Regions from separate parts of the Mus musculus genome. Here all the other regions are linked to region 4. The links are chromatin contacts, called in public promoter capture Hi-C maps. All regions are on one chromosome and are shown on one strand. Each heading gives the region's core, a stretch centred on a gene start, on an enhancer-like site or on the middle of the called end of the contact. The rest is flanking DNA. Distances are from core to core; before and after follow the strand shown. Region 1 holds the start of Zfyve9 (zinc finger, FYVE domain containing 9). Region 2 holds the start of Magoh (mago homolog, exon junction complex core component). Region 3 holds the start of Lrp8 (low density lipoprotein receptor-related protein 8, apolipoprotein e receptor). Region 4 holds the start of Zyg11b (zyg-ll family member B, cell cycle regulator). Region 5 holds the start of Cc2d1b (coiled-coil and C2 domain containing 1B). Region 6 holds the start of Podn (podocan).

Region 1 (3,916 bases), core at 215-2,714, 480 kb before region 4:
TTATCCCATAATCTAAGGTAAGGCAAGATTGCTTATAATATTTTATAATATTTTCATGCAGGAAAAATGTGCTGGTTCTATTTTGATATCTGCTGTGCTGTAGAATGTCAAAGGATCCAGTGTACTAGGTTCTCCTCTTCAGAGGAGGATGTTACATAAATGCACGAGTGAAATTCAGGGAAATTTCACTTAGACCAGGATGATGAGAATGACCTTTTGATAGGAACACACACACACACACACACACACACACACACACACACACGCGCACACGCACACACACACACACACACACACACACAGACACACACGAGCGGGGTTGGGGAGTGTGGTGGGATAAACACACACAGATGGGCACAATCTCCAGATTAAGAATGACTAAGTAAGTGTTAGGGTGTTCTGGAATTAACAAAAATTGGAACTATAGGCCCGTCCTTCCATCCCCAACCTTCACAACCAGCTAGGCAGGCAGGAGAAAACAGAGGTTCAAAAATATTACATAACTTGCCAGGGTCATAAAACTCTACATGATGTAACTGGAACCAGTGGCATCAGGATCTGCCTGACACCAAAGTCCTTGCTTGTTCCAGTATAGCTCCCAGAAACAAAACCAACCAACCAACCAACCAAACAAACACAGTATTTGGGAATTTGAGGGACCAGGGGATTTAAAATTTTTTTTTTCTTTTTCCTATTTCCCTTCTGACAGTCTTTAGTTGTGACGTTATGTTAGCATCCTAGAGGCTGGGCAAGATCAAACAGGAGGCATTTGTAAACAAAATGACTGCATAGCCTTTAATATAACCACAACAATTTCCTTCTTTCAGAGTTTTTATCTAGGATTTGATAAGGGGTGGGTGACCCAGAAGTGGTAGAGGTGGTGGCCAGGGTTAAGTTAGTAAAAGGATGAGTCTTTTCTTACCTTTAAGTTGTTTATCGGTTTCAGGACAACCCGTTGGTTATTCTCTTCTCTTTGTCAGCGTTTTTTAAATTTTGTTTTGTTTTGTTTGTTTGTTTTTTGTTTTCTCCCCCCTACTTTGTAGGTAAGGATAGGGTTTAAGGAATTCTATAGCACATTTCTGTAGTGAATCTGCACAGTAGCTCCAAAAAAGTTGAGGTCAAAGATGATTCCTTTATCTGCTTTGGGAAGGGATTGTGCATGTGCTTAGGAAAAGAAAAAAGGGATTTGTTCTGGGTCACGCTCCTTTCATACTGACGCACTGAGGGAATTAAAAGGGACCCCCTGTCTCCACGAGAAATGAACCGAGATTCCCTCACATTCCCGCTCTCGGAGACGAGTGACGAAAGCATTCACATACCTTCTTGGAGGGAAGAAAAAGGTGCTGGGGTCTGACGGGGGTGGGGTGTGGGGGGAGCCGACAGCTTCCGGCTCCCGGGAAGCCGCGTCAGGGGCGGGCCACGGGCCGCGGGCGGCGCAGGGCGCACGGGGCCCCGCCACCCCCAGGCCGCGCTGCCTCGCGTTCCCTGCCGCTCGTGCCCGGTGCGGCCGCCGCAGTCCCGGCGCCGTAGCGGGACGTGGGGTCCAGGGGGCGCTGTGGCCCAGCGGCGCGGGCGGCTGAAGCGGCCACCGCGGCGGCGCCCGAGGCTTCGCCGAGCCCGTCTGCCTGCATCGCCTCGGTTGTCCCGCCGTAAGCTGCGCCCCCGGCCGCGCTCGGCCGCGCTCGGCCGCGCTTTCCCGGACCCGCGTGGCTGAGGCGGCTGGAGGGGCGCTGGGCCTCAGTCCCGGCCGCTGAGACCGCAGCCCCCTCAGGAGTGCGAGGCTTCGCGGCGGAGCCCCGCTGAGGACGAGGCTCTCGGCTGAGTGACGACCCCCGGGCCATGGAGAGGCGGTGAGTGTGGCGCGCTGCGGTTCGGGGCTCGTCTGCTTGCGCCGCCCAGGGGTCCTGGCGCCAGCTATTGGGCCGGGCGGACGGAGCGTCCTGCCAGTGCGGCCGCCGCGGGCACCCCGGAGCTCTGGGGCCTCGGCCCTTTCTCCGTGGGTCCCCGGGAGATTGAAGGCGTGCGGGGGGCGACTAGGCCCCGAGTCGCCGGGAAGCCCTTAGCCGGGCCTGGGTTCCGGCGCGGCCGGGTACGTGAAGATCGGGCTGGCGGCCGCACCGGTGCCCTTCGCGTTTGTCCCGGGCGGGGCCGAGCGTGCCTTCCTTCCCAGGGCCCTTCGAGCACATCCCGGAGGGAGGCAGAGGACGCTTGTTTGCAAACAGCTTTGGCTTGCCTGCTCCGCGTACTGAGTCCTGCGGAGCCACCCCCTGGGTGGGGAGTGGTGAGTATTGAGGTGCAGAGAGTGCGGGGCACTCGGAGCCCCTGGTACTCCAGGAGTAGCATTCACGCCTCCCTTGCTGGAGACACAGCCTTTTGCGTCCTTTTTTGAGGTGAAATTTCATCACCTGCCGCTAGCTCATCCTTTCCTCCTTATGTTACATCTTGTCTCTGAGCGAGGTCTGCTTTGGAGAAAGCCCCATCCCATCTTTGCTATGCTAAGTTTCCTAGCTACTCACAGTTAAAAAAAGAAAAAAAAAATCTTTTAGGAAGATGTCTTTTCCACCTTTAGAGAGACAGGAAATGTTTTAATGCCCCAGTCCTTGGTACAAAAATGTTTTACTCAAATAGAGAACGGATGGCAAGAAGATTTTAAATCATACTAATTACCCTAATTGCAAGGACATGCCGAAAATGGGATATAAACTCAGTTGTACAAGAAAAATGATTTGTTTTGTTCTGGTAAGGATGTAAAAAAAAGTTAGTGATTGTAGTTTGACATTACACGTCAGATATTGGGTGCTTCTTGTTTATGATAAATGTGATTACAGGTTATTCTCATTTTTCTACTATATAGGACTTATATGTACATCTAGAACGTCAATGCATGAAAATATGTATATATAGTAGAAAATTTGGATACGCAGAGAGGTACTATATTGGCTTTCAATATGTACTTAATAACTGGAGAGAGATTACTAGTAATGTCATATGTTTTGATGGTCATTCAAAGTTTACAGTGAGAGTGTACTGATTTATAAAATTATTATTATATTTTGGAATTAAATTAAGAATGCCTGACTGGTCCACTTTACAGCCAGACATTTGTTTAAAATTTATAAAATATGTTACTAATTATCAGAGTTAGAGCCATCAGTTAATATGCATAGTTACCTGTAAGACTCCTGACTTAACCTTCCTACAGAGCGTGGGAATCTCCTGAGGTCTAAGGGGGTCATCATGTTGATGAATTTTGAGGACCCATTGTGTTAGTGTTGTAGCCTTGCCTTTGTCAGATCTTGTGTAAGCATTTTTAACTGTAAAACATTGGCTTGATTAGTATGTTGGTTAACTTAGGTTTTAAAAGTCGAATTCTTTTCTCAGTGTGTCTCTAAAGACCAATGTTAGAATTGGGGGTACTGATTAAAATATTCTATTCCTGGTCCCCTAAATCAGAATTGTAGGTATAACTCGAAGATCTTGATTTTTTTAAATCAACCTTCCTGATTCTTAGTACTACTAAATTTGGACATAATTGATAAAAGAGATTCGCTTAGGTGGACACAATTGTCCTCTCTCTAGCAAAACTATTACTCTTAAGTGGCTTACAGATGGTCTTCATAGCAACAGATAATGGTTTTGTAATGCAGATAGAAAAACAGCTGTTTCAGTCAACAAACATGGTAAGCCTTTGGTGGGAATGTTAAGGAAAACTATCTGGTTATTCATCTTGGCAATGAATAAATGTCAATATTGTCTGTAAAATGCTGTTAGGTATTTAGAAGGCTTTTAGAAGACAGCATACAAAAAGTATTGTATAAATTTTTAAAATATAATTTTAGGTGATAATAATATCAGGTTCTGTTTTAGGTGTTCTGGGAAATACAAAAATGACCAAGGTTTCTGCTAGCAATTAGCT
Region 2 (3,600 bases), core at 422-2,921, 420 kb after region 4:
CTGAGGTGGGAGAGTAGTAGTAAATGTCTATGGTTTAGCTCTAAAGAGCGTAATTCGAGGTTGAGACTTTCCCCTGATCCGTTTCCTCTTCAGAAGCAAAGTCAATGCTGTCTTCATAGTCTATGTACTAGGGACTAATATATTTAATTCTATGATAACATTTGGGAGTCACAGGTAGGTTTTCTTATCCTTTGTTTTACAGATGAAAACACAGAGACCAAGTTCAGCCAGAGAACTTGTTTTGAGGTCACATGGTCAGTATGGGGCACACCGAGGGTACAAACCAAGACACACAGATTTCAAACACTTACTAGCTTTTGATTCAGCACTGGGGGGGGGGGGGGAGTGAATCAGAGAAATAATCTAGCTGCTTAGAAATAAGTGCTCGCTTCCTACACTTCATCTTTCATTACCAGAGAGAACATAAGCAATGGGAAACCAAAGGCTAAGTCGTAGTGAAGGAAAGGTCTGTACCTCTTTCCTGATCATGACGTCATTTTTGTAATTGCTGTTGTTGGCGTATCGCAATTTACCTTCGGAAGAAAAAAGAAAAAAAAAAAAGAATGCAACGTATTAGAAAACATGAACAAAGCACCATTACCCTCCAAAGAATATGAGCTTTGCCTAAATTATATCGAATGTTTCAACCCATTTCCCAGCTGTGATAGTAGTGTTTTTGGTACTTCACTTGAAACTACTGAACAACAGAAGAAGGACCTGACAGTAAACTAGAGTCCCGGGAAAAGGCTGCCATGATGTAGCAAAAGAACACGTTCTCAGCTGTAAACAGGAATTTTAATGCTATCTTAGCTGCACAGAGAAGAACATGCTGATGTTCAACTGGGTTGGGAAAGGACTTTGAAAACTAAGGAAGCTGTATGCAAGCAAGCACTACAAACACCTGTATAGCGAGGCTCTTGACTAACATCACCCCCTACTACTGTCTCTCAGTCACCCCAGTGACCACCTGGATATGTCTGGCTCTTTGAGGTCCTATGACACTTGCTACTCCTGTAGATGCTTTTCTTCCTGTACTTCAAAAATTGATCCCTTTTCAATTACGGCTTAATTCAAATTCACACTCCTCAGACTGCTCTTTAAAAGCGACCTTACTTTTTGATCACTCCACACTACAAGAGATCGCTGTGGTTTCTTCCGGCTCTGAAACACATGTTCCACGAGAGGGGAAAATTTATTTTTGTTGCTCTGTCCCCAGACTGGAAAACAAACAGCCCATTCTCAGATGGACATTAAATCTTTGTTGAATGTAAGCAACCTGGCTTTTTAAAAAGCTACGAAGGAGAATCGCCAGCGGATGAAGAGAAAGAACCAATGAAGCCGACAAAAGAATGCCTCTTTCACGACCCAACAGCACGGTGGTCGGCGTCCCTTGCTTCGCTTCGCCACATTCCGCAGCCCGCCTTCTCTCCGCCCTCCCCGGGGCCGGTCCCACTGCCCGCAGCCGGGAGGCCGCTCTTACCGTCAGGTCGGAATTCAAACTCCAGGAACTCATGACCGAACTTGCCTTTGTGGCCCACGTAGTAACGCAGGTAAAAGTCACTCTCCATGCCTCGCAAGGGACAAGGAGGACGGAACTTTAGGAACGGATGACACTACCACGGCCTGCGGTCTACGTCTTATACTGGCGTAATGGTGGCGCGCGGAAATGACGTCTGCCACCGCGACACTAAGAGTTTCTCACTCTCCGGAGGCGGGAACGAGATTACCACGCCCCCTCCCCTAGACGCTGGGTCAAGATCGCCACGCCCCCTTGGTTGTATATCGAGAGTTCTGGAAGATCTTGGGATCCGAGAACTGCATCTGGGTTTCAGCCCAACACTGAGCGCTAGAGTCCTGTCAGGCGCAACCTCAATTTAAAGAGACAAGTGAGTCGAACGAGGTTATTCACACTCTGAACCTAGATGGGTTTCCACAGTAAAAGGAGGCAAAATGATTTGCTCATCTATGAGTACGCTGCCACCCCCATCCCCCGCCTTCTTCCACTCCCCAGTGTGTAGATCAGGAGGTGGCTCTGAGGCGGGAGATTAGTAGTAAATGTCTAAAGAGCGTAATGAGAGTTTGAGACCAGTGGCTGCATACTAAGACCCTGTCCCGAAAAATAAAGTTGGCTTTACTTAGCTGTCTTTTAAGAATGACTCCTTTCCCATTCCACAATGTTGCCTGAAACTTGCCTGCATTTAGCTAACATCCCTTTCTGCTATTTCTTTATTTTACGTGTAGGCAGAGTACTGCTACCTGATCCAGACTGACCTGAAACCACAAACCCTCCTACCTCATCCTCACGAGGGTCACCACTCATGAACGAGTTGCCTTTCATTCTTCCCTTTCAAGCTAACATGTCTAGATAGGTGTTGTGGGTCGGTTAAATGAATGTTGGATCCCTACTAGGCTTTTTTGTCTTGTTTTGTTTTGTTTTTCGAGACAGGGTTTCTCTGTGTAGCCCCGGCTGTCCTGGAACTGACTCTGTAGACCAGGCTGGCCTCAAACTCAGAAATCCACCTGCCTCTGCCAAGTGCTGGGATTAAAGGTGTGCGCCACCACCGCCCGGCTCCTACTGGTCATCTTATTTAGCAGCGATTCTCAGCCCTAGCCACATGCTGACAGAATCCAGTTTCACTGAAGCCTCTAAAAAAATACCCAGGTGAGAACTGGGCATGGTGGCCAATGCCTTTGATCCCAGCACTTCAGAGGCAGAGTGGAGTAGACCTCTGTGAGTTTAAGCCTAGACTGCTCTTTGCATAGTGAGTTCCAGGCCAGTCAGGACTACCAAGTAAGATACACACACACAAACTGAAACAAAAACGAGGTGGGTCAAATGTGGAGACCACTACCCAAGAGGTTCATTTTCAAGAGCCAAAGTTGACCTCTGTGAAAGGTCAAATTTCTGGTGCGGGAATTTTAAGGTCAAGTAGGTGAAATACGGTAAATTCTAGTCATAGAAGATTGACACACGACAGGTGTGGTGGCACATGCCTTTAATCCCAGCACTCAGGAGGCAGAGGCAGGCGGATTTCTGAGTTCGAGGGCAACCTGGTCTACCGAGTGAGATCCAGGACAGCCAGAGAAACCCTGTCTCAAAAAAAAAGAATTGACACACATCGTTACCAGAGATGTCGTCTCACCACTCTCTGCCCTGCCACTGGTTTGTTTCTTGTTCTCTGAGACAGGGTCTGGCTGTGTAGCCCTGGCTGGCCTGAAACTCACTATATTGGCCAGACTGGGCTGGGGTACAGATATCCACCTGCCTTTGCAGGACTCTAGAGGAGTCCTGGTATTAAAGGCGTGTGCCACCACCTTGCCTGGCTCCTACTGCACTTTAGAAAGATCACTTTGGTTGTCATGTAAGCCGACTGGAAAATAGGAAGGCCAGAAGTGCAATTGTTATGGAGATAGGTAGTCGTTAAGGAAATCCATGAAGGTAGTACTGTGGTGGTGATGACCCATGTGTAGGTAGTGGCTGCAAACTGGAAAATGAGTGGATTTGAAGTGAAATACCTTAACATAAAGGGTAGGTGTAATGGCTATTCCTGGTTGTCAACTTGACTATATTCAAAATGAATTACAATCCAGAATTGGAAG
Region 3 (4,045 bases), core at 840-3,339, 500 kb after region 4:
ACTGTGTTCCGACACTGCAGAGCCGGCCGGCCTGATCCTGTACACCTAACATCGGCAGGCAGACAGCAGGCCTCTGTAATGACAACTGAAAGGCCTCCTAGGAAGACGTGGCTAGAAGAGTGTAGGTTCTTGGTACCAGGAACTAAATTCCTTTCACAGCAGAGAACGCCTGCTGACTCCATTGCCGCTGGCCCCAAAGACACCCCTCACGCGCCCGCACAAGGGGGAACTTCCACCGGTTGCACAGGGTGTACAAAGGCCACGCTCAGCAAAGGCAGTGGGGTTAGCATTTGGCCTGCCTTCACTGCCGTTGCTCCGGTGGCTTCCAGGAAACACACTCTTCCTCCTGAGCCCCTCCTTGCTGTTGGCCCCATGACTCACACCCAGACTAGGCTGGCAGGAGGAAAACGCTCTCTGAAGGGTGACTCGGCAGAAAGGCAGCAGACTGTGACCAGGACCTGAGCCTACCACCCGGAGGATGCGCGCGGGGGTGCGGCCGGGGCGGGCCAGGGCAGGGCCTAGAGCCCTTTACAGCACACCGTCAGCCCCAGGATTGGCCGCTCCGGCCACAGGCCTATGGGGTGGTCCTTGCGCAGCCAATCAGTGGCCCCGGGGAGCCCATTCATTCATAAAACCGAGCAAGGAAAAGCCCCTCGTGGCCCGAGCTGCGTGGAACTTTGAAGTGCGCGCTCCCAGTGAGGCCCAGATTGGGGATCCGATCCATAGAGCTAAGAGGTGTGCAGGGGCTGCCGCGTCCACGCCCACAGTCTCGGGCTAGTAGCTTCAGCAAGCCGCGCTGGGCTCCACCCTAAGCAGGACACGCCTGCCACCCAGCTCCCGCCGACAGCTGAGCCACCCATCCCAGAACAAGGCCGCCAGCCTGGGGCAGGTGGCCCCATGACGGATGCAGCCACGTGCGCAGCGGAGCATGATCCCCCCCCCCCCCCGTTTCCCCTCCCCTGGTCGCCGCGACTCACGGCAGTCGTCCTCGTCGCTGTTGTCCGAGCAGTCGTTGTCCTCATCGCATCTCCACACCAAGGGAATGCAGCGCTCGTTCCGACACCGAAACTGGTCCTCTTCACACTCCTTGACTGGCCCTGCGGGGGTTGGGGGCGGTGAGCTGGGTCACTGCACAGGAGCCCGCTCCCCACCCTGCAGCCCTGGCTGCCGAGAAGTCCAGCGGGTATGGGAAAGGGGGAGATATCGGTGAGCTCTGGATCTCCAAGCACCTTAATTCCGAGAAAGGACAGGATGCCACGGGTCCTCCACTGCAGGACCGACTGATGGCACAGCGAGACCCGACAAGCGCTTAACGGCCCGTGGCTATACCCCGCCTTCAGACACATTCACCCTTACACACAACGCCAAGTCAGGTCCACACAAACCTAGTCTGCGGGAAGCCCCGCACACTGGCGACACGCACCCGGTGCAGGGGCTCAGTCCCTTCACAACCTGTCAGTCTCCTCGGCCCACAGGGGTCCCCGGAAACGCATTGTCAGAAAAGACTGTACCACTTCGCTCATCGCCGCTATGGAGCGCGCGTGTCAAATTAAACCAAACCCCAGACCCTGAAGGACTACCCCCCGCAAAGTTCACGGGCCGGGGGGGGGGTGCCCGGCGCCCATCCCCCATTAAGAGGGTGCCCGGAGCTGGGGTAGAGCTTCGGTAACCAAAACCGTGGGGGTAGCGGGGAGGAGGTCCAAGGCAAATCCAGGGAGCTAGGGTCCCCGGAGCCTCTCTATCGGGACCTCGCCGTACAGCAACCCCCACCGCCGGCCGCGCTTTGTTGGTTGGCGGCTGCGAGCCGGCCCGGGAAGCGCCGTACGCACCTTGGCCGCCCGGCAGCGGATCCGCTGCGGAGAGATGCTGAAGCTGCAGCAGCAGCAACAGCAACAGCGCCAGCGGCCGGAGCGCGCCCAGTTCTGGGCGGCCCATAGCGGGCCCGGGGCTCCGGCCGCCGCGCCCCGAGACCCCCGCGCCGCCGCCGCGCCTCAGCCCGCCAAGTCCTTGCCGCGGCGCCGGGGCTGCCGCTGCCGCCGCCGCCACCACCACCGCTGCCGCCCGCCCCGGCTCCCCGGCTGCATTTCAAGCAGGTTCGGTGACGCTCGGCGGCGGGGCGGGCTCAGGCTGGGCGCGCGGCCCCGGCCCTGGGCAGCCGCCGCCGGCGCGCGCGCTCCCTCCCGCCGCCGCCTCCGCCCCACGCTCCTCCCGCCGCCGCCTCTTCTCCTCCCCCGCCTGTCCTTGTCCCCTCCTCTCTCGGTCCGAGCCCCATGATCCTGCTCTGTGTGCGCGCAGGTGCTAAGAGCTGTAGACGCTAGGACGAGCCCGGCTAGGCTCTGGCCCCCCTGGTTTCCCCGTGGAGGTGGCAAGAGGGTGAGAGAAGGAGGCGTATGGAGGAGAGCCCGAGCTCGGGAGAAGGAGACTCACAAGCCGTTGCAGTGAACGCGCAGAGCGCGGGAAGGCTGAAAGCATTGCCAGGGAGAATCTAGGGGTGCTGGGCAAGACCTGTCATAGCTTCAGATTAGATGAGTCGCTTTCTGCGACCGTGTGCATCTGTGATTATCACTGTGTGATCCTGAGAGAGGTGAGTGTCTGGTGCACAGACTGTTATCCATATTCATCCTTCTCTGTTGGACCCCGCAGAGGAGCAGATCAAGGGCCCTGAAGACATGGCAAGGTAACCCTTGCTGCTGCAGAGAAGGGCAAGGACTGTGGAGGCCCAGATGTGTCATCCTTGCCGCCAGAGGCAGCACATCTAGTGTCTCTGGGCTCCACTAGCCTCTGCACAAAGAAGGCCCCTCCTCTAGCAGTGCGACCCCACCTCCCCTACTCTTCCTTGTCAGAAGGGCAACGCTTAGACTGGATTTCAGCCACCTGCCGGTGAGCCTGGCCCAGCAGCACAACAATCTCAGAGTGTGATTCTTGGGCACGGGTTGTAAACCAGGCCCGCGCGAGGGTGCCAAGGCCCAGTGTTAAATAGGCCCTCTCTCTTCAGAAAAAAAAAAAGGAAGAAAGAAAGAAAGAAAGAAAGAAAGAAAGAAAGAAAGAAAGAAAGAAAGAAAGAAAGAAAGAAAGAAAGAAAGAGAGAAAGAGAGAAAGAGAGAAAGAGAGAAAGAGAGAGAGAGAGAGAGAGAGAGAGAAAGAAAGAAAGAAAGAAAGAAAGAAAGAAAGAAAGAAAGAAAGAAAGAAAGGGAAAGAGAGAGAAAGCAAGCAAGCAATCGTGGAAGCTGTGATTCCTATGCCAAGCTGGATGGGTGCACAGCCCCGCTAGGTCAACAGTCCTCTCAGTCTCATATCTTCCCCCGCAAAGGGTAGCCCATGACAATAGCTATGGCAACCACAGACCTTGGGAAACCACAAGTGCATCATCCTTTGGTCACGTTAAGGCTCCATGGGTCTGGAAGTCCTGGCCACAGTGAGGGGAAGACAGACCATCAACAGAAGAAATCTTACACAGCATGTGCTGTGTGTGTTGTGCCCAAGGCTGCAGCATCGTAAATAAGGTACTTCCCCAACCTCCCGATGTTACATATTAGTTAGAAGAGAGAAATACAGAAGAAGAAAAAAAAAAAGAGTTCTATCACACTATCACAGCATCATAGTTGTGATGAGAAAATAAACAACATGAGAGCACGGAGGTAAGTTAGAGAGGCGATCATGTTTCACTGACAGCGAGGAGCCTGACCACATGACGGTCAAACGCATGCTATTCTTGGCAGAGGGAAGAGCAATGGAGACACATCCCATCGTGGTAAACTAGTGATGGGAGAAGTAAGCGCATGGTGGTGGGGAGGAGCTTTGGGGAGTCCACAAGGCCCAATCACAGGATAGCTTTGTAGGCCACAGTAAGGAGTTTGGATTTTGTCCCAAGCACAATGATACCCACTGCGACACCCTCGAAGGTTAGGATGGACCCCCTCCTGCAACCCAGATTCACCTGTCCAGCCTCACATGGCTTCTGCTCTGCACTCCTGGGAAACTCAGTCCCATTATCGGGCCTCAGGGAAGCTGGGAACTAGGCAGTCTTGATGGTTCCTTCTGTGCT
Region 4 (3,928 bases), core at 1,404-3,903:
TCACATGGGCATATGAACCTGCACACACCATATATATAAAGAAAAAACAGTGTAGTGATATACAATTTTAATTTCACTTTGGATGCAGAAGTAGATGGATCTCTGTGAGTTGGAGGCTTGCTTTGTCTTTATAGTGGGCTCCAGGTCAGCCAGAGCTAGTAAGACCCAACAAAACAAAACACCATCATGTGGGCTGGACATGCTCAGTGGTGGAACACTTGCCTAGCATGTCTGTCTGACCTGTCTAGGACTCAGTCCCGACATTCACACACACACACACACACACACACACACACACACACACACACACACACACACCTGATCTACAGTGTAGTTCAACTAATTTAAATTCATTCCTGTCTAGCTTGCTAATGAATGCCTCCTACTTTTCTAACTGCTGGCCTGGCTGCTTCCCCAGCAGTGTACCCCAAATACTTGCTGTTTCTCTTGGCCATGAGCTCATGAGCCATCTCTTTTCATGGCAGCTTCTTCTTCCTCTTCCTCCTTCTTTTATAAAAGAAATATTTATTTTATGTATATAAGCACATTGTAGCTGTCTTCAGACACACCAGAAGAGGGCACCTGATCAGTTTACAAGATGGTGTAAGCCACCATGTGGTTGCTGGGAATTGAACTCAGGGCCTCTGGAAGAACAGTCAGTGTTCCTAACCACTGAGCCATCTCTCCAGCACCCCCCTTCTTCCTTCTCCTTTTCTTCCTCCTCCTCCTCCTCCTTCTCTCTCTCTCTCTATGTCTCTCTCTCTGTCTCTCTCTGTCTGTCTCTTCCCTCTCATTCTTCTCCTCTCTCTCTCTCTCTCTCTCTCTCTCTCTCTCTCTCTCTCTCTCTCTCTCTCTCTGCAAACATCAATCAGCCAGGTAACTCAAAACTTGCCTACCTCTAATCCCTCCAGTAATTGGTTGTACCATTTTTACTTAACCAATAGCTTTAAGTTAAGGAACAAGGTTTGCACAACAAACGCTGGTAAATGAGAGAATTAGTACAGAATTTAGCATCACAATACACAGCCTCCCACCAAACAACCATCACTAGAGTAATCAAATCCACAGAGATTAAAAATCAGGACTATGCTAGCTTTGGGTGTGTCTCAGTAGTAGAGAGCTTGCATAGCGTGTGTGAGGTCATCAACTTAATACCCAGCACTGCTGCAACCTCCAACAAAAGGTAGCACAGTACTTGCCAAGGGACAGTGAGAAAGAATATAGGGATAGACATTCAGTTTTGCAAGAGCGGCAGAGTCTGAACAACTGAGGATGTTGCCCAAGAGGAGAACACTTGCACAGCATGTGCAAAGCCTTGTAGTTAATTCCCACTACCACAAACACGATGGAAACAATCAAGTGGCAGCCTTCTGGAGTGCCTGTTTGGCGATGGCTTCACCAGTACTTAATCCTGCCTGACCTGTATACTTGATAGTGATTAAAATGGAAGATGGTCCAGTGGCAAGAGGCTAGGGGGTTAGGTCTCCAGAAGTGTGCGCTCTGGAGAAACAGTGACACACTTCCTCTAACAAGGCTACTCTTCCTAGTATCACCAACCACCATGGGCCAGGCATTCAAACACAGGAGTCTATGGGGGCCATACCTATTCAAACCACCACAGCAGAGAAATGGAGAGTTGAAGCATACCTGGACTACATAGTGAAGGCTAGCCTGGGCTACAGAAAGGAAAAAGTATACAAGTGGAGTTATAGGTAGTCTGGAAGTCACTGTCAGTGATGGAAACTTATATAGATGTTCTGTTTTGTCCATTTACTTTGTCAGTGATTTGAAGGCAAAAATGATTAGTTAAATGAGCATGAAGAAGGAAATATCGGAGGCCTGAGAAGAGGGACTTGAAGTAGCTACCTAGAGGGTGGAAAAATATAGCATAGCTAAACACCATTTACATAAGATCAAAAGAAGGCAGCCAAGAGATGGCTCATCGGTTAAGAGCACTGACCCCTCTTCCTGAGTTCAAATCCCAGCAACCACATGGTGGCTCACAACCATCTGTAATGAGATCTGATGCCCTATTCTGTGCTGTCTGAAGACAGCTACAGTGTACTTGGATATAATAATAAATAAATCTTTAAAAAGAAAAAAGAAAAGCAGGTTAAAGAGGGAAAGCTCCATAGTCAAAATTGAGATTGTGGGGCCCGAGGATGTGACGCAGTAGCAGGCAGAATACTTGCCTAACATATGCTATGTGGAGGGACTCTTTCTCACAAAACAAAACGAAAACAACAGCAAAACAACATCATGTAACAGAATGCTAAAATCACTAAGAACGTTGACAACAAAAATTAATGACTAAAAAAAAAAATTAATGACTATGAATCAGAAGTTAAGTTTTGAAGAATGAGGGTAAGCGCTGCAGTCTTCTGGAGGTAAGATTTAAAGCTCTTCCAAACGGAAAGACTACAGCCTCGTCAGAGGGCGTTGGCCCCTTTAAGGGCTGGCGTTTGAGAATGGAGTCTACGCCGGGACGGGGCGGGGTCTTCAGGGGGCGGGACCACTTTGGGGCGGGGCGAGACATGCAAGGGAGAGAGGGGCGGGACTTCTAAGGGGCAGGGCGCGGTAGGCTCAGGGAGAGGGGCGGGACCTCGTGCGGGGGGGCGGGGCGCAGCAGGCGCGGCGAGCGAGGCGGAGTCTGTGTTTCGGTCAGGTTGCGGCAGCGGCTGCTGTAGTTCAGAAGAGCGAGGCCGAGGCCTGGGCCCAGCCCGGAGCCGCTGCCTGACCCGAGCCTCCTGGAGCCCCCGAGCCGGCTGATCTTAGCGGCGGGCTCGGGCTCCGCCTGCCACCGCACGCAGGACCGAGGCTGCATGCCGGAGGACCAGGCCCACGCAGCCATGGTGAGCTAGCGCGGCCTGCCCCCCACCCCCCGCAGGGTGGCCCGAGGACGCCGGGCAGCCGTCTCACCCTTCTTCCTGCACCCTCCCTCTGTCTCCTCCGGCTCGCGTTCCCCATCCACCAGTAGGAGCAAACCTCTTTGGGAGACATCCCTTAATCCCCCTTCTTTCCGGTGACACCCTTTTGTCCCCCGGTGACAGCCTCCTTCGCATTCTCCTCGTCCCCCCTTCCCTGTCTTTAACCCTCCCCTTTCTCCTCAACCATTTTAACCTTTCTCCTCTATGGTCGTTAGTCACCCCCACCCCCCACTTTTCCTTCCCACACTTTGCTTCCTTTCCCTCCTCGACCCTCTTCACCATTTTATCTCCGGCGCCCCCTCTTCCCCTTGGTCCTCGACCATCCGCATTTCCTCTGCCCCTTGTCGGATGTCCTCCGTCGCCGGCTCACACATCTGTCCCCATTTCCTTGTGCAGGTTTCAGAGGGCTAAGCAGGAGCAATTGGAAGGCAATTGCTACCCGGGAGCTGTTGGGCGGGTACATACAGATTAGTAACCTTTCTTTCTCCGTTCTGTTTTGGAGTGGGGAAGTGAGGGGAGATTGGCGGTATGGAAGAATAGTCTGGAAGCTTTACTACTTAGTGTCATTGCAAAAACCTGAGTGGGGTGTGTTACAGAGTACATCCTGTAGCCTTATGTGATTATCAGGCCTTTTGACAGAAATAGCCAAAAAGGGTTGTTACATTTTTATTTTGAATGTGTTTTCATGTGGAGTTACCGTTAGGGAAATTAAAAATCTTTTGTAATTTGCAGGCTTGACAGTTGTTGCTCAGAGCACATGATTTGTTTTTGTTAGGAGGCAGAGACCAAGGGCATTTGAGGTCTGAATATCAGCCTGGCAGTCAGATTGTGACAGTCTTTCGAATACCTTCCTCCGAAAGGTTGTATTTGTCCTGTCCTTTCTGTCCTTTCTTGGAGAAACCCTTTCTTTGCAAATTTTCCTCTGCTTCAAAATGGCTGTGACTACAGTCCCATTTTTAAGTGTTATCCGCGTTTTGCTGTGTATATATTGAAAGCATTGT
Region 5 (4,051 bases), core at 1,114-3,613, 320 kb before region 4:
ATCTTCGTGCTTCTGCCTCCTTAGTAGTGGGATGATGTACCACATTTAATCTTTTTTAAATGACCTATTTTTATTTTCTGTGCCTGGTGTTTTGCCTGCATGTCTGTCTGTGTGAGGGTGTTGGATTCCCCTGGAACTGTATTTACAAATGGTCGGAAGCCACCATTCGGGACCTCTGGAAGAGCAGCTAAGCCATCTCTCCAGCCCCCCAGATTTAATTGTAGTAAACACATAGCATGAAATCTGCTGTCCTACCTATGTTCAAGTGTGAAGCTAAGGAACATTATACATTCCCATTGTTTTGCAACCATCACTCCAACCCACTCACAGAATTCACACGCAAAACCTGATCATACATCTAGGAAACACTAACCCATCTTCCCCTTTCCACCTTATTTTCTATGTCCATTATTTTGACTACTCATAGTCAACCCAACCTTAACTGGTTCTGTTGCTGTTGTTATTGTTGTTTTGATTTTTCAGTTTTTTAAAATAAATGTGTATGATAGTTGTTCCCATATATATGTATGTACAGCATGTGGCTGCAGTGCCGATGGAGGCCAAAAGAGGGCGTTGGATCCCCTAGAACTGGAGGTGGCTGTGGTCGTAAGCCACTAAGTAGCAAGCAGCTCGCACTCTTAACCACTGAGCCATTTCTTTAGCCACAAATGTTTAGAGATCCATACTCCATGTGGACCCGGGGTGAAGGAGACCACATCCATACCTGCTTGGCAGTCTCAGCACCCTGGCCACTGGTCTTAGGGCCCTTCCGAGGTCTTGGCCCTGGCATCTTGGCAGGCTAGATACCTATCAGGTGTAAAGTTGAAGAGACTCAGACTGGAATAGATGATGATATATGGCCCCCAACAGTGGTACCCGTGGTTAGGGAACTTACTCCCACGGGCTAAAACACCACTTTATAATTAATAGCACAGAGGCAAGGAGAGGTAGGGGACGGAAGGCAGGGGACCACTGTCAACAGAGGGATATGGGGGGTGGGGGTGGAAACACAATTTCTGAACTGACTGGTGACCATGGAAGGCAGACTTATGGAAGCAATTTGAGGTACAATGGTTTGGAAAGGCTTTTAAAAGCAGTGCTGTCGCCGGGCGTGGTGGCACACGCCTTTAATCCCAGCACTCGGGAGGCAGAGGCAGGCGGATTTCTGAGTTCGAGGCCAGCCTGGTCTACAGAGTGAGTTCCAGGACAGGCTGTCTGTTCTGCAAATAATGTGTCTATTTACATTTAAATTAAAAATTCAGCTCCTCAGTCATACCAGACAGATTTCAAGTGCTCAGTAGGTGAATCTGATTAATGGGTACCACTGGGCAGCACAGGCATGGATCGTTCTCATCATCAGTTCCCGTGGGCACTCTGCACCTGATTCAGTATTCAGATCCTCTGAAAGGTGTCACAAGTGGTCAGCGGGTACTGTAGCACCACCTGTCCAGCACTGGAAGGAACTCATTTGCTCCTACCTCAGGCTTCAAGGAAACAGACCCATGGGCAGACAACGACCACAGAGCAGCTGCAGGGACAATGGGTGCAAGAGGCAGCCCCTTATCGAGGACATAGAAAAGACATCTAGGAGAGGACGATGCCTGTGCTGAGTCATGAAGTTTGCACACTGGGGAATAGCAGAACTCCAAGCAAATCAAACGAACTGACACCAGTTCTGAGGTGAGAACTGGCTTGGCCTACACAAGGAGAAGAAACGCCCAGCACCACGGAGGCATAAACCAAACCGTAAGGCTAGAAATGAAGGCATGAACTAGGGGAGAAAGAGAAACAGCTTTAAGGCTTTAAAGACACTTGGGCGTTAGACACTGGGAAGCATTATGGGTTGATGCAGAAGGTGCCCAGGGAAGTGGGAGATCATATAGGGCGGGAAACCTCAGCCCTGAGCATCTTGCAAATCTATGAAGAAGCGTGAGGTGGCGTGGGGATTAAGAAACAAGACACGATCCCGCGTCCGGAGCGGGAATCAACAGGGCTGCGAGGTTCCCTGGTGTGAGCGCACAGGCGTAAGCCACTCCAAGTGTCACATTTCGGACTGCAGTCAACAGCGAAGCGTCAGCCGGGGTGGGGTGCGGGAGTGAAGGAGCTCGGGAGAATGAGATGCTCCGCTGCCGCAGGCCGGTCGCGGCCCTCCCGATGCCAGGCTCCGCCCGGCCCGACCCAAGCCGCCTCTATCTCCCCGGCCGCCCCCAGAGTCCACACGCCGGGAAGCGGGCACGTGGCATACCTCGCGGCGGATCCGAACCAAAACCGGGCCTTCTCGAGCCCGGAACCGCCTAGCTTTCCGCGGCCCCCGGGCGGCCGCGGCGGAGACAGCCACAGGAAGCTCCCGCCCAGGAGGCGGTGGCAGGCGCCCGGCACGTGACACCACAGCCGGCGGGTCGCCGTGCGCATGTGCGCGGGGAAGCGGGCGGGGCGCGCCCACAGGTGACGCCGAGGGTGGGGCCGGCTGCGCGCAGGCATCTTGGAGCAGGTAACGCGATACCGGCTGGCGGCAGCGTCGTGAGGTGTGGCGTGCTGCGTCCTTCACCCACGGTAGGCGTGCCCCATTCCTGCCGTAGTTTCTCCGAGAGGCCTCTTACCTGGTTCTCTTCGCGCGCCCCGGCGCTTCCGCGTCCTACTGGCTACCAATAGGCAGCCGAGCCGCGTCCCTGTGCTGAGATCCTGGAGGATGCGGCTTCCTCCAGTCTGTGCAGCTTAGGCACGGAAAACCAGCTCTCTGGGAAATAGAGCTCCTTTCTAGTCAGAGGGCAGGACAAAACTTCAGATTAGAGGAACCAAAGCCCTCGATTAACTGAGGCCGGAGCATCCCTGCAAGCTGAAGGGTCGCCTCTACCTCAAGGAGTCCTGTTATATGGGGATTGATGGAACTGACCTGCAGATAGACCAAACCCCGAGATACCCCACACCACGTGCGTAGTCTCACTTCGTGGAGAGACTGCAGGCTTCAGTTCTGATAGATCAGTTCTGCAGCCCTCGTGGTGGCGCATGCATTAAATCTCAGCACTCGGGAGGCAGAGGCAGAGTCCTTTAGTTTGCCTGCAGCTGGTCTAGTTTAGGCCAGCCAGGGCTACATAGTAAGAACTCTGACTCATAAACTGCCTTACTAAGGCAACTTCCAGAAGTTGTCTTCTGACCCTACACAGATGCAGGCCTGCCTGCACTCCGACATTCAAATTAACACACACAAATAATACACAGTAGATAGTGATTCCTACAGCTTTGGGTTTTTTCATTTGATTGTTTTCAAGGTCACACAGACCCACCTGCCTCTACCTCCTGAGTGCTGGGCTTAAAGAGTGCACCACCACCACCTGGCTGGTTTGTTTGAAACTTTCGTGTACTCAATCCTGACCTTGAATTTGATTTGTAGTGAAGGATGACATGGAATTTGTGATCCTCCTGTCTGCATCTCCTAGTGCAGGCATTACACCTCTGGGACTTCTGAGGTGCTGTCGATGAGACACAGAGATTTGTTCCTGCTAGAAGCACCCTGCCAGTCCAGCTACCTCCCAGACCTAGTCATACCCGTGTATGTAAATTAACAGGAGATGTGGCCACTGACTTCATCTCCCATTCTGCAACAGTTCCTTTTCAGTGGGGATCTGTCCTCTTACTGGACTCTCACTCCGGCCTGCCACAGGCTCCCAGATCTTGTGTTTCCCACATAACAGACTCAAATGAGCCAGAGTATAATTTAGGAGATAGTTTATAATAATAGAACAAGGAGGGTTAAGAGTGGATAATGGCCAGAGGGACCAGTGCAGAAGGAAAAAAAAAAAAAAACTCACCACATGTAAGTGGATAATGGCAAAGAATCACCATTGTGCCAATTATGTCAAAATAAACTTTACACTGTTCTCTTTTTCTTTTTTTAAACAATGGGTATGCTAGCACAAGCCTTTTAAAAAATTAATTAATTAATTATATGTGAGTGCACTGTAGCTGTCTTCAGACACACCAGAAGAGGGCATTAGATCTCATTGCAGATGGTTGTGAGCCACCATGTGGTTGCTGAGATTTGAACTCAGGA
Region 6 (4,175 bases), core at 109-2,608, 270 kb after region 4:
CTCCACTTGAATCTAGGCTCTGTCCAGAAAACACAAGATGCATCTCTGTTGGGCCCTGTCCAATCTTGTGAATCATACCAACTTTCAAGTTTGAGCTCAGAGAAGATTGGAATTTGAGGCCAAAGAAGGCAAAATATTTCCCTTTCCCATTCGTGTTAAGTTCTTCAGTGATGGGTAATGGAAACAGATGGCTGTGGGTTCAAACACAGGCTCTATCCCTACCTACCTGCCTGTTTGCATCACAGACGACTTTTGCAATGGGTAGATGGGCCAGAACCCCAGCTCCGAATGATGATGTTAGTTACGCAGCCAAGCACAGGCCACATCCTTACTTATTAGATGGGGAAATAATCTTCCTTTGCAGGGCTGTAAGGACTAGAGACTAATGCATGGAGATATAAACTGACTGCCTGGCAGCACAGGAGGGAAAGGTCTGCAGCCACTTTAACCAGAGCCCTTTAGGGTCTCGGCAGTTTAGGTGGCCAAGTGGTTCCACATTTGATTTATTATCTTTATCCCTCTCCGAGAGCCAAGTAGGTCCTGCCCAAAGGCCACAGCACGTAGAAGACAGGTTTGTTTCACAGCAGAGGTGCCAAGTAGCACCCAAACCCAGTCTCACCCGCCTTTCCACCACGAAGCCCTTGGCGCCAAACAGTGTTGCTTCAGCTGCTAGTACTTAATGTGCCTGTGCTTGGAACCATTTTCAGCTCCTGGGAGCAATATGGAGTGCTCCCTGCTCAGTCCCTTGCTTTCTCCGCGACTAGAACCTGTGTGCTTGAAGACTCCGGTCCAGTTTAACTCTCCTTCAAGGTTCACCAAGTTGTGGGCCCAGGGCCAGTGGAGTGAGGGTGGATGGTGGGGAGGAGAAGGAGGAATTTTGACAGGAAGGGGTCCAGAAGGGTCTTGGCTGACGCAGCATTAGCCATGCTCCGGACCCTAGGGTGGGAGAGGGAACAGGGAAGGTACTTGTGCCCGGGAAGGTTGCAAACTCCTTGAGGAAGAAGCTGAGCGCGGAGGAACTGGAAGGAAGGAGCCCTCTCGGTTCTCCTCAGGTGCGGGGGGCCTGCCTGGGTGCGGTCCCAGCCCGCAGGCTGGCAGGCGGAGGTGGTGCGCTGGAGGCACCCGGTGTTGGGGGCGTGGTGCTGCGGCCGGCCGGGGCGGCGGCGCGAGCTCCCGGGAAGTGGGCCCCCCGCCAAGCCCGGCGCCGTGGGCTCGGCCCTCCCTCTCGGCGCCCAGCGGGACCCTGCGCCTGTGTCGGGAGAGGCCGGCGTCCGGCAGATGCACGCGGGGCGGGGGCCGGGGGAGAGGCGGGGAGAGAGAACCCACAACAAAACTTGGCTCGCTGCGCCCACGGCTCGACTTGAATGACAGGAGCCGGCGCCCGCGGAGCGCAGCGGACACCCGCGAGCCTGTTCCGCCCACGGCGCGGCGCGCAGCGGCAGGTAGGACGCGGGCAGCCGGTGAGCCGAGGGACCACGGGCCACCGGCTGCGCCCGGGCAGCTCTCTCTGACATCCCGCCGTGCTCCCACTGCCACAGCCGCGATAGGGGAGGATCGCCGTATCCCACCCTGTCGGGCGGACCCCGCGCAAGGGGCACGGTTAGGCACACCTCCATATGGGGTGGCGGCCCCCCTGCGGGATCCGGAGCAAGGGGCAGGGGACCCTTTTTTTACTCGATATTCAGTCCCTGCCTTCGGGCTCCTCCCGCTGCGCACATCTGGAAAGAATCTGCGAGCGGATGGGGAGGGGAGGTGGAGGCACACGGGCGGGTGACAGGGACTGTGGGGGCAGGTGGAACTGGGAAGGGGCCTGAACCTCTGCACCGAGAACTGGGACCCAGGGCATCCTGCGTCTTTTCACGTCAGTTTGTCGGGGGCTTCACCGAGTCCAACACCGACCTCTTTACATACAGAAACAAGCACAGAAAGGCAGATATCAGTCCCCAGGGAGCCAGGGCAGGTGAGGCGCACAGTCAAGCAGCGGAACTTGGTTTCGGCAGTTTAGGTGCAGTCTAACTAACACAGGGCACTGCACTCCGACCATTCCGTCTAGGCAGCTGCTTCCAGCGGAACACAGAAAGGGACAGGGCAAGGAGCACGGTCGTCCCCAGGTTGTGTGGGTCTCAGAACCACTATCAGCCTGGTGCAGGGTGGGGGTTGGGGTGGACCGGGATGGGTGAGTTGGAATAGCTGACCTGCAGTCAGGTGGAAGAAGGGGGTGGGGTCGGCTTGGGATTCCAGTGCTGGGGCCCCGGGTTGGGAGGCAGCTGCTGCTGAAGAAGGCGTGCAGGGAGGGCTGTCGCCCAGGCTAGGATGCAGGTGTGCAAGAGGTGGCAGGAGGATGAGCATTAGCAGCCTGCATGTCTGCTGGGGGAGGTGCAACCGCGCTCTGCCTGGCACGAAGAGGCACCTGGTCTGCTGGGCAGACCCCTGGGTAGGCCTTTCCTTCTCCACCTCTCCCTTTTGCCCTGGAAAAGCCCAAATGACCAGATCCCGGGCTCACAGGGCGAACACCACTGGGAAGGGCCCGGGCTGCTCTGGAAAAAGTCATCAATGACTGGTCTGGGGCTTCTGCCCCCTTCCGTACACTCTCGGAGCCCTTGGCCCAGTCTTCGGTGTGTAAGGTAAGAAGTGTCAGATGTCAGAGTCAATGACCTGTGCACCATGAGAGCTACTCTTTGTCCCTTCCGTCTGAATCCTGGGTAGGAGGTGGCACCTGTAGGCTTGTTGGAGCCATACAAAGAGTGTTGATCATGACTTATTGGAACCCTGACGACCCTCTATCACTAACGTCCTGCCATGGTGGTTGATGCCCTCGGCAAGCTGTGCTTTCACAGCCAATTTCTATTCCCCGTTTACATGCTTCAACACACCTGCCTCTTTCCTGCCACTACTCCACACCTTGTCCATGGTTTCCACCCGCTTTGTTCACTTGGGGGAACTCCTACTCAGCCTTCAAGAGCAGCTTGGGGCTATGAGCAGAAGATAACCATTAGTCCTAGTCTTAACTTTAATTGATTAATTAATTAATCTATTTATTTATTTACTTATTGTGTGTGTGTGTGTTCATATGTGCACGCCACACAGCGTGTGTGGGAGTCAGAGGACAACTTGCCAGAATTGGTTGTCTCCTGCTCCTCCGTGGGTCCTGGGATTGAACTTCTGGTTATCAGGCTTGGAGGCAGGCCACTAACCATGACTGGCTGGGCCATCGTGCCCTTGCTTTCCTCCTTTTTAATTGTGTGTTTGTGTGTGCAGGTGCTGGCAAGGGCCAGTGGCATCAGATCCCCCAGAGCTGGGGTTACAGGTGGTTGTGAGTCATCCCAGAGAGTGCTGGGCTCAGTCTTCTGTGAGCAGAGCACTGCTCTTAACAGGTGGGCCATCTCTCCTGTTCCTGACACACACATACACTCTCTCTCTCTCTCTCTCTCTCTCTCTCTCTCTCTCTCAACACAGTTATAAAACAGTTACATTATAAAACAAAAAACAAATTATTTGTACAGGACATGGAGGCGCATGCCTTTAATCGCAGTGCAGCAGGGAATCTGAACAGATGATATTGTAGGCCTTTCTCCTCTGCCTTTCACAAATTCGTTCCACTCCTGGAATCAGGGGAGGCTCAGCCTACCCTTAAAGGACAGAGCCAAGACCTCTGGGCCGAGGGCTCTTGAGGAGTCTGAGATTTCTGAGGTGGGCAGCAGTAGGGACCATTTGCCCTCGAGTTTCCAGCTTGCAAATTAGGAGCATAGTTTATGCCTAGTCCTGAGCCTTCTATTGCTCCATCAAGCTAGAGCCCAGAAGAGAGTCGGAGCTCGGTGAGTGTTCACTGCACTGAGTGCAGGAGGTAGTGCTGGGGTCTGAGCATCTGCTCCAAGCCTCATCCATTCTTCCTTTCTTGCTCTGGAATCCAAGCTTTCCATCCGAGCACCAGCACTGTTCCCTCTTTGTCCCTTGCACAGTCTTGCCCACAGTCCTCTTCATGTCAGCAGCTCCTTATCTTCCAGAAACAAGGTCCATACTCCATGGGTAACTTGTTCTGGACCTGTGGCCATTGTGCCTGCTTGTGTTGTTCCCAGTTCCCACATGCCACAGTCTGGTGAGCTCTGTGGAGTTTTCCACATAGACTCTTTGGTCCCCGGGCCTTCCTAAACACACCCTGGTGCACTGCGATTAAA

What was found. Promoter capture Hi-C pulls out the DNA fragments that hold promoters and counts their contacts. Capture Hi-C pulls out chosen DNA fragments and counts their contacts.
Region 1: a promoter capture Hi-C map of adipose tissue shows a contact between it and region 4, with 4 times the contacts expected there. The contact joins the promoter of Zfyve9 here to the promoter of Zyg11b in region 4. A contact is called at or near these places in 1 of 39 promoter capture datasets (pre-B cells) and 1 of 9 other capture datasets (adipose tissue).
Region 2: a promoter capture Hi-C map of adipose tissue shows a contact between it and region 4, with 4 times the contacts expected there. The contact joins the promoter of Magoh here to the promoter of Zyg11b in region 4. A contact is called at or near these places in 6 of 39 promoter capture datasets (3T3-L1-derived adipocytes, frontonasal cranial neural crest, maxillary cranial neural crest and 3 more), 4 of 484 Hi-C or Micro-C datasets (muscle stem cells, neutrophils and uterus), 9 of 115 datasets of contacts at active chromatin or transcription factors (the NIH/3T3 cell line, bone marrow-derived macrophages, embryonic hindbrain and 6 more) and 1 of 9 other capture datasets (adipose tissue).
Region 3: a contact with region 4 is called in a promoter capture Hi-C map of hippocampal neurons, with 2.5 times the contacts expected there. The contact joins the promoter of Lrp8 here to the promoter of Zyg11b in region 4. A contact is called at or near these places in 1 of 39 promoter capture datasets (hippocampal neurons) and 2 of 115 datasets of contacts at active chromatin or transcription factors (embryonic stem cells and memory CD8 T cells).
Region 5: a contact with region 4 is called in a promoter capture Hi-C map of adipose tissue. The contact joins the promoter of Cc2d1b here to the promoter of Zyg11b in region 4. A contact is called at or near these places in 13 of 39 promoter capture datasets (3T3-L1-derived adipocytes, the C10 cell line, HPC-7-derived erythroid cells and 9 more), 3 of 484 Hi-C or Micro-C datasets (B cells, CD4 T cells and pre-pro-B cells), 10 of 115 datasets of contacts at active chromatin or transcription factors (astrocytes, bone marrow-derived macrophages, effector CD8 T cells and 7 more) and 3 of 9 other capture datasets (adipose tissue, liver and pancreatic islet).
Region 6: a promoter capture Hi-C map of liver shows a contact between it and region 4, with 2.0 times the contacts expected there. The contact joins the promoter of Podn here to the promoter of Zyg11b in region 4. A contact is called at or near these places in 10 of 39 promoter capture datasets (the 3T3-L1 cell line, 3T3-L1-derived adipocytes, the HPC-7 cell line and 6 more).

What each region holds. Positions count from the first base shown.
Region 1 is chr4:108,778,387-108,782,302 of GRCm38.p6, reverse strand. Zfyve9 (zinc finger, FYVE domain containing 9) reads left to right here and starts at 1,464. Exons shown (of 19, transcript NM_001384118.1): 1 at 1,464-1,850.
Region 2 is chr4:107,877,826-107,881,425 of GRCm38.p6, reverse strand. It overlaps Magoh (mago homolog, exon junction complex core component), which reads right to left and starts at 1,671. Exons shown (of 5, transcript NM_001282737.1): 1 at 1,481-1,671; 2 at 475-533. The coding sequence starts at 1,568.
Region 3 is chr4:107,800,303-107,804,347 of GRCm38.p6, reverse strand. Lrp8 (low density lipoprotein receptor-related protein 8, apolipoprotein e receptor) reads right to left here and starts at 2,089. Exons shown (of 20, transcript NM_053073.3): 1 at 1,830-2,089; 2 at 978-1,097. The coding sequence starts at 1,935. It overlaps Lrp8os3 (low density lipoprotein receptor-related protein 8, apolipoprotein e receptor, opposite strand 3), which reads left to right and starts at 2,284. Exons shown (of 2, transcript NR_168096.1): 1 at 2,284-2,584.
Region 4 is chr4:108,299,815-108,303,742 of GRCm38.p6, reverse strand. It overlaps Zyg11b (zyg-ll family member B, cell cycle regulator), which reads left to right and starts at 2,653. Exons shown (of 14, transcript NM_001033634.3): 1 at 2,653-2,852. The coding sequence starts at 2,823.
Region 5 is chr4:108,618,268-108,622,318 of GRCm38.p6, reverse strand. It overlaps Cc2d1b (coiled-coil and C2 domain containing 1B), which reads right to left and starts at 2,363. Exons shown (of 25, transcript NM_177045.3): 1 at 2,246-2,363; 2 at 725-807. The coding sequence starts at 790. It overlaps Gm12743 (a long non-coding RNA gene), which reads left to right and starts at 2,464. Exons shown (of 3, transcript XR_003955254.1): 1 at 2,464-2,553.
Region 6 is chr4:108,029,137-108,033,311 of GRCm38.p6, reverse strand. Podn (podocan) reads left to right here and starts at 1,358. Exons shown (of 13, transcript NM_172874.4): 1 at 1,358-1,442; 2 at 3,259-3,374.